Regions from separate parts of the Anas platyrhynchos genome. Here region 1 is linked to region 2. Evidence: chromatin contacts called from public Hi-C data. All regions are on one chromosome and are shown on one strand. Each heading gives the region's core, a stretch centred on a gene start, on an enhancer-like site or on the middle of the called end of the contact. The rest is flanking DNA. Distances are from core to core; before and after follow the strand shown. Region 1 overlaps IFNAR1 (interferon alpha and beta receptor subunit 1). Region 2 holds the start of IL10RB (interleukin 10 receptor subunit beta).

The links. Hi-C and Micro-C count contacts between places; a contact is called where the count stands out from the background.
Region 1: a contact with region 2 is called in a Hi-C map of liver, with 2.7 times the contacts expected there. The contact joins the enhancer-like site here to the promoter of IL10RB in region 2. A contact is called at or near these places in 2 of 8 Hi-C or Micro-C datasets (liver and skeletal muscle).

The regions. Positions count from the first base shown.
Region 1 is chr1:110,731,745-110,735,697 of IASCAAS_PekinDuck_T2T, reverse strand. IFNAR1 (interferon alpha and beta receptor subunit 1) reads right to left here. Exons shown (of 10, transcript XM_072026527.1): 10 at 1-729. The coding sequence ends at 653. Among named protein-coding and RNA genes, the nearest start is that of IFNGR2, 17 kb to the left of the region's middle. Within about 2 kb of position 1,612, at least 2 of the 8 cell types and tissues checked have an H3K27ac peak or open chromatin away from gene starts, as enhancers often do.
Region 2 is chr1:110,691,402-110,695,248 of IASCAAS_PekinDuck_T2T, reverse strand. It overlaps IL10RB (interleukin 10 receptor subunit beta), which reads right to left and starts at 1,816. Exons shown (of 7, transcript NM_001310411.1): 1 at 1,757-1,816; 2 at 531-654. The coding sequence starts at 1,805. It overlaps IFNAR2 (interferon alpha and beta receptor subunit 2), which reads right to left. Exons shown (of 10, transcript XM_072026515.1): 10 at 2,893-3,847. The coding sequence ends at 3,624.

The DNA of each region.
Region 1 (3,953 bases), core at 363-2,862, 41 kb before region 2:
TTCGCTCTGGACCTGCTGAACCAAAAACCACTGCCCCCAAAGGGCTGGAAGAGAACATCACACTTCTTACAATTGTATCTGGCATCAGTTTTCTTCTGCCTGTGTAAACACTAGGACTCAATACTGTAATTTAAGTATTCTTTCAAAGTACACACTGGCACTCAAAGCCTGCTTGTGGAACACAGCAGGCTTTCACTGAGGTTATTAGGTTCAAGTATATGAAGTGGACAGATTTGTTCCTCTTTATTCAGGTGGTATTCCTTTTATCACAGGATGAATATTCAGTCAAAATGGCGTAAGATAACAGAAGTCAAATGTGTTTTAACTTCAGTCAGCTTGCAGCAGAGAATGTGACTTTCCACTAATCCAGTGGAGATTTGGAAACTTCAGCACAAATATCCCAAAGCCATACCGTCTTCGTTAGTCCAAGACTTTCATAATAAAAAAAAGTTTAAGTGTTTATTACACTACTAGTCCCACATTTCAATTTTACTTCCTTAAAAGTTATATTATTTCCTTTTCTAGCATTCCTTCTGACCCTTTGCTCCCTGAGGTATCATCATCATTAGAGTAATTCCCTGAATCTCGACTGCTCTGTTTAGAGTGTTTGTAGTCTTTGAAATCATTTTGATTTACTTCTTCTATGATGCTTTCAATGACATAACAACTTTCTATTGGTTCTTCCACAGTGGGCAGATATGGGCTGCCAAAGAGCTGTTCTCCAAATCCCTGCAAAAAGAGAAGAGAGATGAATATTCATGCCTAACACCTAAATAATGACTCAATTTAACACCATAGTTGTACAAATCTAGTTTATCACATTCAATAGCATCATAAGGTTTTCTACCTATTATACGCTGTATAATAAATCACAAATGAAAAATGACAATGAAGTTGAGCTGCATTTATATAATCAAATACTGAAGAATGATTACAGTAAAAGAGTTGAGGTTAAGACGCTGTTTGCAGCTGCCAATCACCGATTTAATTGCAATATTTCTTTGACTCTAGCCTTATGAGGAAATAAAGGAAAACCCTAATTCAGAACATTTTCAGAGATCGTGTCATAGCATGTGGATGACAGATGTGTGTTCGCAAAGCCTACGAGTGATTATTAGTTATTAAGCAAAGTTTGAATGAAGAAAGAGAAAGCAAGCTGCAGCAGCATGATACCAACCCCTTATACAGCTCTCAACAGCATGCTGCTGTCCTTCCTACGTGCCTTAAATCTAAGAAGCAGTTGTTTAAATCAAACCCATTAGAAAAGTTCTCAGTCAAATATACATCAACCATGTTACCAGCATTCTACTAAACAGAAGAGCTAAAATGTTGCCTTACAAACTAATCAAATTCAGATTTGCCCTTGGAAATTATGAGACTGGTTTGCAATTTTAACTTTTACTCAGAAAGCTCTGTACGCTACATATCCTAAGAGCATCAGTGAGAAGGAGAAACACATTAGGAAGGCCACACAATGCTCAGGTCTACGTTTTGGGAGACACTGAAGAAAGCACAGTGATGAGCAGCTCTTGCTGCATTTCAGAACATACCCGCATTGACACGTTGCTCTGTTCATTCCAGAAGGGGATCACTGAGTACTATGCCAAGCAAAGCCAGAAGTTGCACAACATCTGCCTTTGAGACTTGAATCATCTAGATTGCTAGGTCAGGGGATGGTAGAAGTGTTTGCAAAGATTGGACTTTCGTTTTCATGTCCTGAATTTTAAAGAACAGGCAATAATGACTGTTCTTTGACCACATGGATTCTCAGACCACAAAAGTACATGGAGGACACGTCAGAAAAGCAACGTGGCTTTCACAGAATACAAGAGGCTGGAAGGACACTCCCAACTCTTTACAGCTTCTTGAGACAGAGATGGTTTCTGTTTGTTTTAGTGACGTTTCATGCAATTCTCTTCCATGAACATGCCCATGACCCATATAACCGTTCTCATATCCACAAAGGCTGTCCACATAGGAGATCTGCATGTCCCCCTGCCTGAAGATACTTTTGTTTTGAACCTGACTCTATTGATCACTAAGAATCAAAGAACCAGAAAATTACCTATCAACCCCTATTCATAGAATCTTAGAACTGTTTGGGCTGGAACGGACCTTTAAAAATCATCTAGTCCACCCTTCCTGTCAAGGGCAGGGACACCTCCCACTGGATCAGGTTGCCCAAAGCCCCATCCAGCCTGGCCTTGAACACTTTGAGGGATGGGGCATCCACAGCTTCTCTGGGCAACCTGTGCCAGTGCTTCACTGCCCTCATCATAAAAATTTCTTCCCAGTGTAAATCTATCCCCTTTCAGTTTAAAACCACTGCCCCTTGTCCTGTCACTACAAACCTTAGTAAAAAGTTTTTCTCAACTCTCTCAGCCTCTCTTCACAAGAGAGGTGCTCCAGCCTTCCCATCACTTTCAGGGCCCTCCTCTGGACCCACTCTCACAGGTCCACGTCCTTGTGGTACTGAAGCTCCAGACCTGGGTGCAGTGCTCCAGGTGGGGTCCCATGAGAGCAATGCAGAGAGGATGAATCCCCTCCATCCACTGACTGGCCACACTTCTTTTTAAGCAGCCCAGGATTTTAAGCTTGGCTTTCTGGGCTGCAAGTGCAAATTGCCAGCTCATACCCAGTTTTTCCACCCAGCTGTATCCCCATGTCCTTAGCCCTGCTTTGCAGGGCTGCAGTCAATCAATTCCCCTCTCCAGGCTACTCATGCTTGCCTTCCAAGGAAACCTTCAGAGAAACTACTGAGGTCTAATGCAACGATGGAGAAAGACAATCCAGAAGCAATAAAAATCAAGTGCTATGCAGCAAGAAAATAATAGCAAGCTCTTAATTGAAAGGAAGCAAGTAAGACACAGTACTCATTTTATGCCATGAACCAACAGGGAGAAGGCAAAAAAGGCTAGGGCCAGATAACATGGTGGGAAAACTATTCTGGTCTCAAATTGCAGGGCAAAAGTACATACACATACGGAGTAAATACATGCACTGGAATAAAAAAGGTTAGCAACTCTTCTGTGCAAATAAACAATTAAAATGTTCACTAACTGAAACTTTTTCTATAACATTTTACACTTCTTTCTTAAAAGTATGTCTGCTTAATGAATGAGAAAAATCAATCTTGTCTCACCTCTATGTTCAGAGGAGGCGTGCATGATGGAAAGAACACATACTTGATTTTATTATAGGCTTGATACAGGAAAAAAATGATCAGTACAGCCACAACCAAGACAGCAACCAGGGCACTTACAAACGTTGCTAAAATGATCAGAGGTAACATTTTATCTAAAAAAGTGGATGTGAAAAAAAAAAGCAAAAACAAACATTCAGTCTAGGTATTCATAAACCACACAGATTAAAACAGATAACCCCCCTCCCCTAAATCTGCTGCAGTATTTATCACAACATTTCACATTCCTTCACTGCTATACCCAGGCACGAAGGTCATTAGGAAATGAATGTAATTCTATATCTCACATAATTTTATTAAAAGCACAACCTAAGAGATTTATCAAACAAGAACACGTACATTTGCATATAGGATCAGAACCAAGATCTGATTATTCCCTCCCTCTTTGACAACAGGACAGAAAGGCTGTGCAGACAGTTACCCTGAAGCACCTGATATATGTAAATCTATTACCACCCTATTGCTTGTGTGCAGGTTCTAGCCTCAAAGAATATAATATGTGAATGACAGAGATACAGGGGTTAGAATTCCCATAGCTCATGGAAAGAGAATGGGCAATTAAAACTGTGAAGCTGGCCCTCCTTTCCTTAGCCAGGAAATGACCAGACTGGCCCGACTTGCAGGGTCTTCAGGGGCACAAAAGCACTCCAATTGTTTCTTGGACAGGAAAGGAACTCCAGCGCTAAGATTCAGATGACTACAGCCCAGCCAGGAGGGAGAAAAAGGATCCTCCACCAAGCAACTCATCTAC
Region 2 (3,847 bases), core at 567-3,066:
GTTCAAAACTAACTCACCAAACCTGACAAAAGGAGACCTCAGAAAACATGTCCTGAGCTTAGAGGCATTCAGCTGAAGAGCCATGGCCTGCAGATTGTCAGGCATTTCTACGAAGGACACAAACAAGCAGGCTGCACCAGTGGCAAAGCACAAAATGCTGCTGGGAGGTGAAAGACCAGATAAGGTCCTGATTCAACAGCCATAGTCCTGCTTAACGTGTGATGGCTACACGGCAGAGAAAAACAAAAACAGCCAACATTAAAATATGTTTCCAGTTCCAAAAAAGTATGTAGAAAACTTTTGGGTGTGAAACATATAGCTAAGTAACAGGCAAATGTACTTTCTTTAAAGATATACCTCTCACAAGCTAAAGGAAAAGGACAGCTACCTATCTTGCTGTAAGAGAGGGAAGAAATCAATCACCTGCAGCTGGAAAATACAAATTTCTGTGACAGCTACAGATAGGTACTTAAAAGAAATGCAAAAAAAAAAAAAAAGTGGAAAAAAAAAGACAACTCCACCAGACTTACCTCTTAGACTGGACAGTATAACTTAAACTGCCCTTCTGAAACCTAGGTGGATCCCACATTAAAATGCTCTGAAGATTAACTGAATTAATCCTTGTGTTTTGGGGTTTGGGCACTGTTCCAGAAACTGTTAGGGCAATCAACAACAAACAAAAATCTTAGTATGCGTTCCTCCAGTGACTTCTCAGTCATCCAAAACATAAACACCGCCTTCTTTTCCTTCAGGCCTCAGCCTTTTTTTTTTTTTTAATTTATTTTTAAATAGACTTTAATACAGGCTAGACACATCCCAACAATCACCCAACAAAAGCTTACACAACAAAACCAAATTAGCTAGCCCCAACGACTTCCAGTAAGTACTGCCTTATGACACCACAGCTTATTATGAATGAGTTGCTCATTGCTGACTAAGACTTCGTGCCGATCGGGCTACGTGCACGAGCTTTCACTGAGACTGGCAAGGCACAATTTTTCTAAGTAGTGCTCTGGTAGTACTATGGCAAAACACTGATGTGTGGGTTGCATATATATGCATTTTTTTCCTGAAGAGGATCACAGTCTTTTTATGTAGGACTGGGCGTAAGATTAAGAGAATTAAATAAATCGTATCTATATCATTACTACGTGGCTTAGTATTGACATTTAAAACGCTTTACTCGTTCTGTTTAATGACCACCCTCTTGAAAAGGAGAGATAAGTGCGAAGTGCCCTTGAAGACGAGAGGTCTATTAAATATATAACACCAATAAACGTGTCGGTAACCAGCACTCGTTATAAGCGATGGAAGCAAGGGGATTTTGCTTTGGTGAAACTGAATAAAGGAAGTCCTAAAACAGCACAGCTAGCCAGTCCACTACCATGATTAAGCCCTTTTAACACAACTGCTGACACCGAAGCTAAAGCAGAAGGGACTTCGCCCCGCTTCGGCAACACACCTGACCAAGGCAAACACGCCCCAGCGGAGCAGACCATTGCTCAGAGCACACAGGAGCAACCCCTGCCGCGGCACACTGTGTGAAAACACACAAAGCCCCCAAATAACCCGGCAACGCGGGGTCGTGCGGGGCGCAGAGCCCGAGCCTCCCGCCTCCTCTCCCACCCGCGGATCCCGGGCGGCGCTTTGCGGGACCCCCCCCCATTAAAGGTCCGGGGCGGGGAGGAGCCCAAATCCCCATCCGAAACCGCGGCTCCGTCCACACCCCGCGACAACCGGAGCCCCCCGGACTCACCGCAGAGCAGGAGGCAGGCGCTGAGGGCGCCCCGCAGGGCGGCGGCCATTTCGGCTGCCACCCTCCCTCCGTCCCTCCGTCAGGCGCTGAGGCGCCGCCGCGCCATGGCAGCGGGGGCGGCCCCGGCTCTCTTCCTGAGGGCGGGCCGGGCACCGCTCGTCACGCCTTCCCCTCAGGAGAGCAGGCAGCCCCTCACGGCGCTGAAAAGCCCTTTTTTATTGTAAAATCAATGAGTTTCGGCGACTCCTCGGCTCTAGGGAGCGTAGTGGGGACGCAGCGGGGCAGCTGAGGAAAGGGGAGGCAGGTGGGGCGGTGCGGTGGGGAAATAAATATTGGTTAACAGGCGTCAGAGGAAGCAGGGCAGCAAAACTTGCTGCCAGCAACAGGAATGTTACCTGAGGAAAGGTTCATCTTTTGAGTTCAGGGTCAGGCCTGCAGAAATGCCCGTGCCACTTCCACCATAACATTCAGCATCCCAATTGGAACAGTTTTCCCAGCTGAAAATGCCAGTTCTTTGTGAAGGCTTAGCACGTTTGTTTCTGGCCCCTTGATCCCCTCCTGTTACTAACTAAACAGGGATACAACACAGTTTGCTGCTTTTCCTCAGGTAGACACTGGTCCTCTGCCTTCACTTACCTATGAGCAGTTCCACTGGCTTCTACCATTGTGGAGAGGTTTATACCAATTTGCCTTAGGAAACAGCAGTCAGTGTATTACAGGGTCTCTGTGAGTAGAAGTTTAATCCAACTAATTCTATACATCTACAAATACTTAAGATCCAGCTTGCCACATATTTGCACCTTCTAGTTCTTAAAAGTAGCACAGCGGAGTGTACTACAACATTTTAGAAGTTACTCTCAGCTATCCTGACCAAAGGAATGCCTGCCAGCCATATCAGCCAGGAACTGCTATGCTAACAGGCAGAAAAGTAGTATATATGTGGACCAGAACAAGGCAAAAAGAGCTGTTTGGCTACAAGATACCTAAAACCCTTCCCCCAGTAAACAGGCTAACTCATGTAGCTTTTCAAAGGCTAAAAAAAAAAAAAAAACCACCCCCCCCCCAAAAAAAAACAAAAACACAAACAACAAACCAAACCAAAAAAAAAAAAACCACAGTAAAAATTCTTAGACAGGTTTATGAAAAGTTTTCTTTTTATGAAGGATAAAATAACTTTACTGTCCAGTAACCTTTAAACATCATAAAAAATATTTTAAAAAATAGTATTCAGTTATACGAGACAGACACGTTTAATGCCTTGAATCACAGTAACACGAACTCTCTTGCAAGCTACTGAGTATTCTTACCTTGTCTCCCTGCACCTCCATGATTTCATTTATCGGCCTTCTCTGCACAACTTTGAAATCAGTTTACTGACTGGAACGTAGCACTACCCTGATGCCTGCAATCCACCCAGCAGAACAGGCTTCAGAGTAACCCATCAACAAAGCTAAGGAATAGTAGCAGAGTCCTTGGGAAACAAAACAAAAAAACACACAAGACAACCAAACGGGGTTTGATTAAGAGACCGGCCATTCACATCTCCCTGTACTATAAACTAACTCCTCACTTGAGTTTATAGAAGATATTTACCATGTAACAGCTAAAAGGTATAATTCACCAGCAAATTGCAAAACGAAGTAACTGCTCCCTTTTTCTGCTACATCCAAATTGTTTTTGATACCACCTGAACCACACACTGATATCACAGAAATATTTGTTAAAATGAGTCCTGTATATTTTCAGTACTTCAGTATATACTTTCAGAATGCTAAAACAAAGAGATCAGGTCTGTATGTTCAGTCCAGAAAGAATAAAGTTGGACAGTATCTACTTGTATGTTATAAAACAACAGTGGTCCTCAGATTCATCTTCTTAGGTATTCAGTTTTTGGGTCTGTATCTGAATCTGATGAGTCACTTTCATTGGAAGAACTAGATGAATCTTTCCATTCCTGAGAGTTGTTAAGACAGTGTGGTTTCTGCACACTTTCTGTATCATCAGGGAGCTGTGATTCAAAAGCATGTCTATGTTGCCAGTCAACTGTGTCACCCTGGGAAGACAGAAGAGCTGTAGAATTGTCCATGGTGT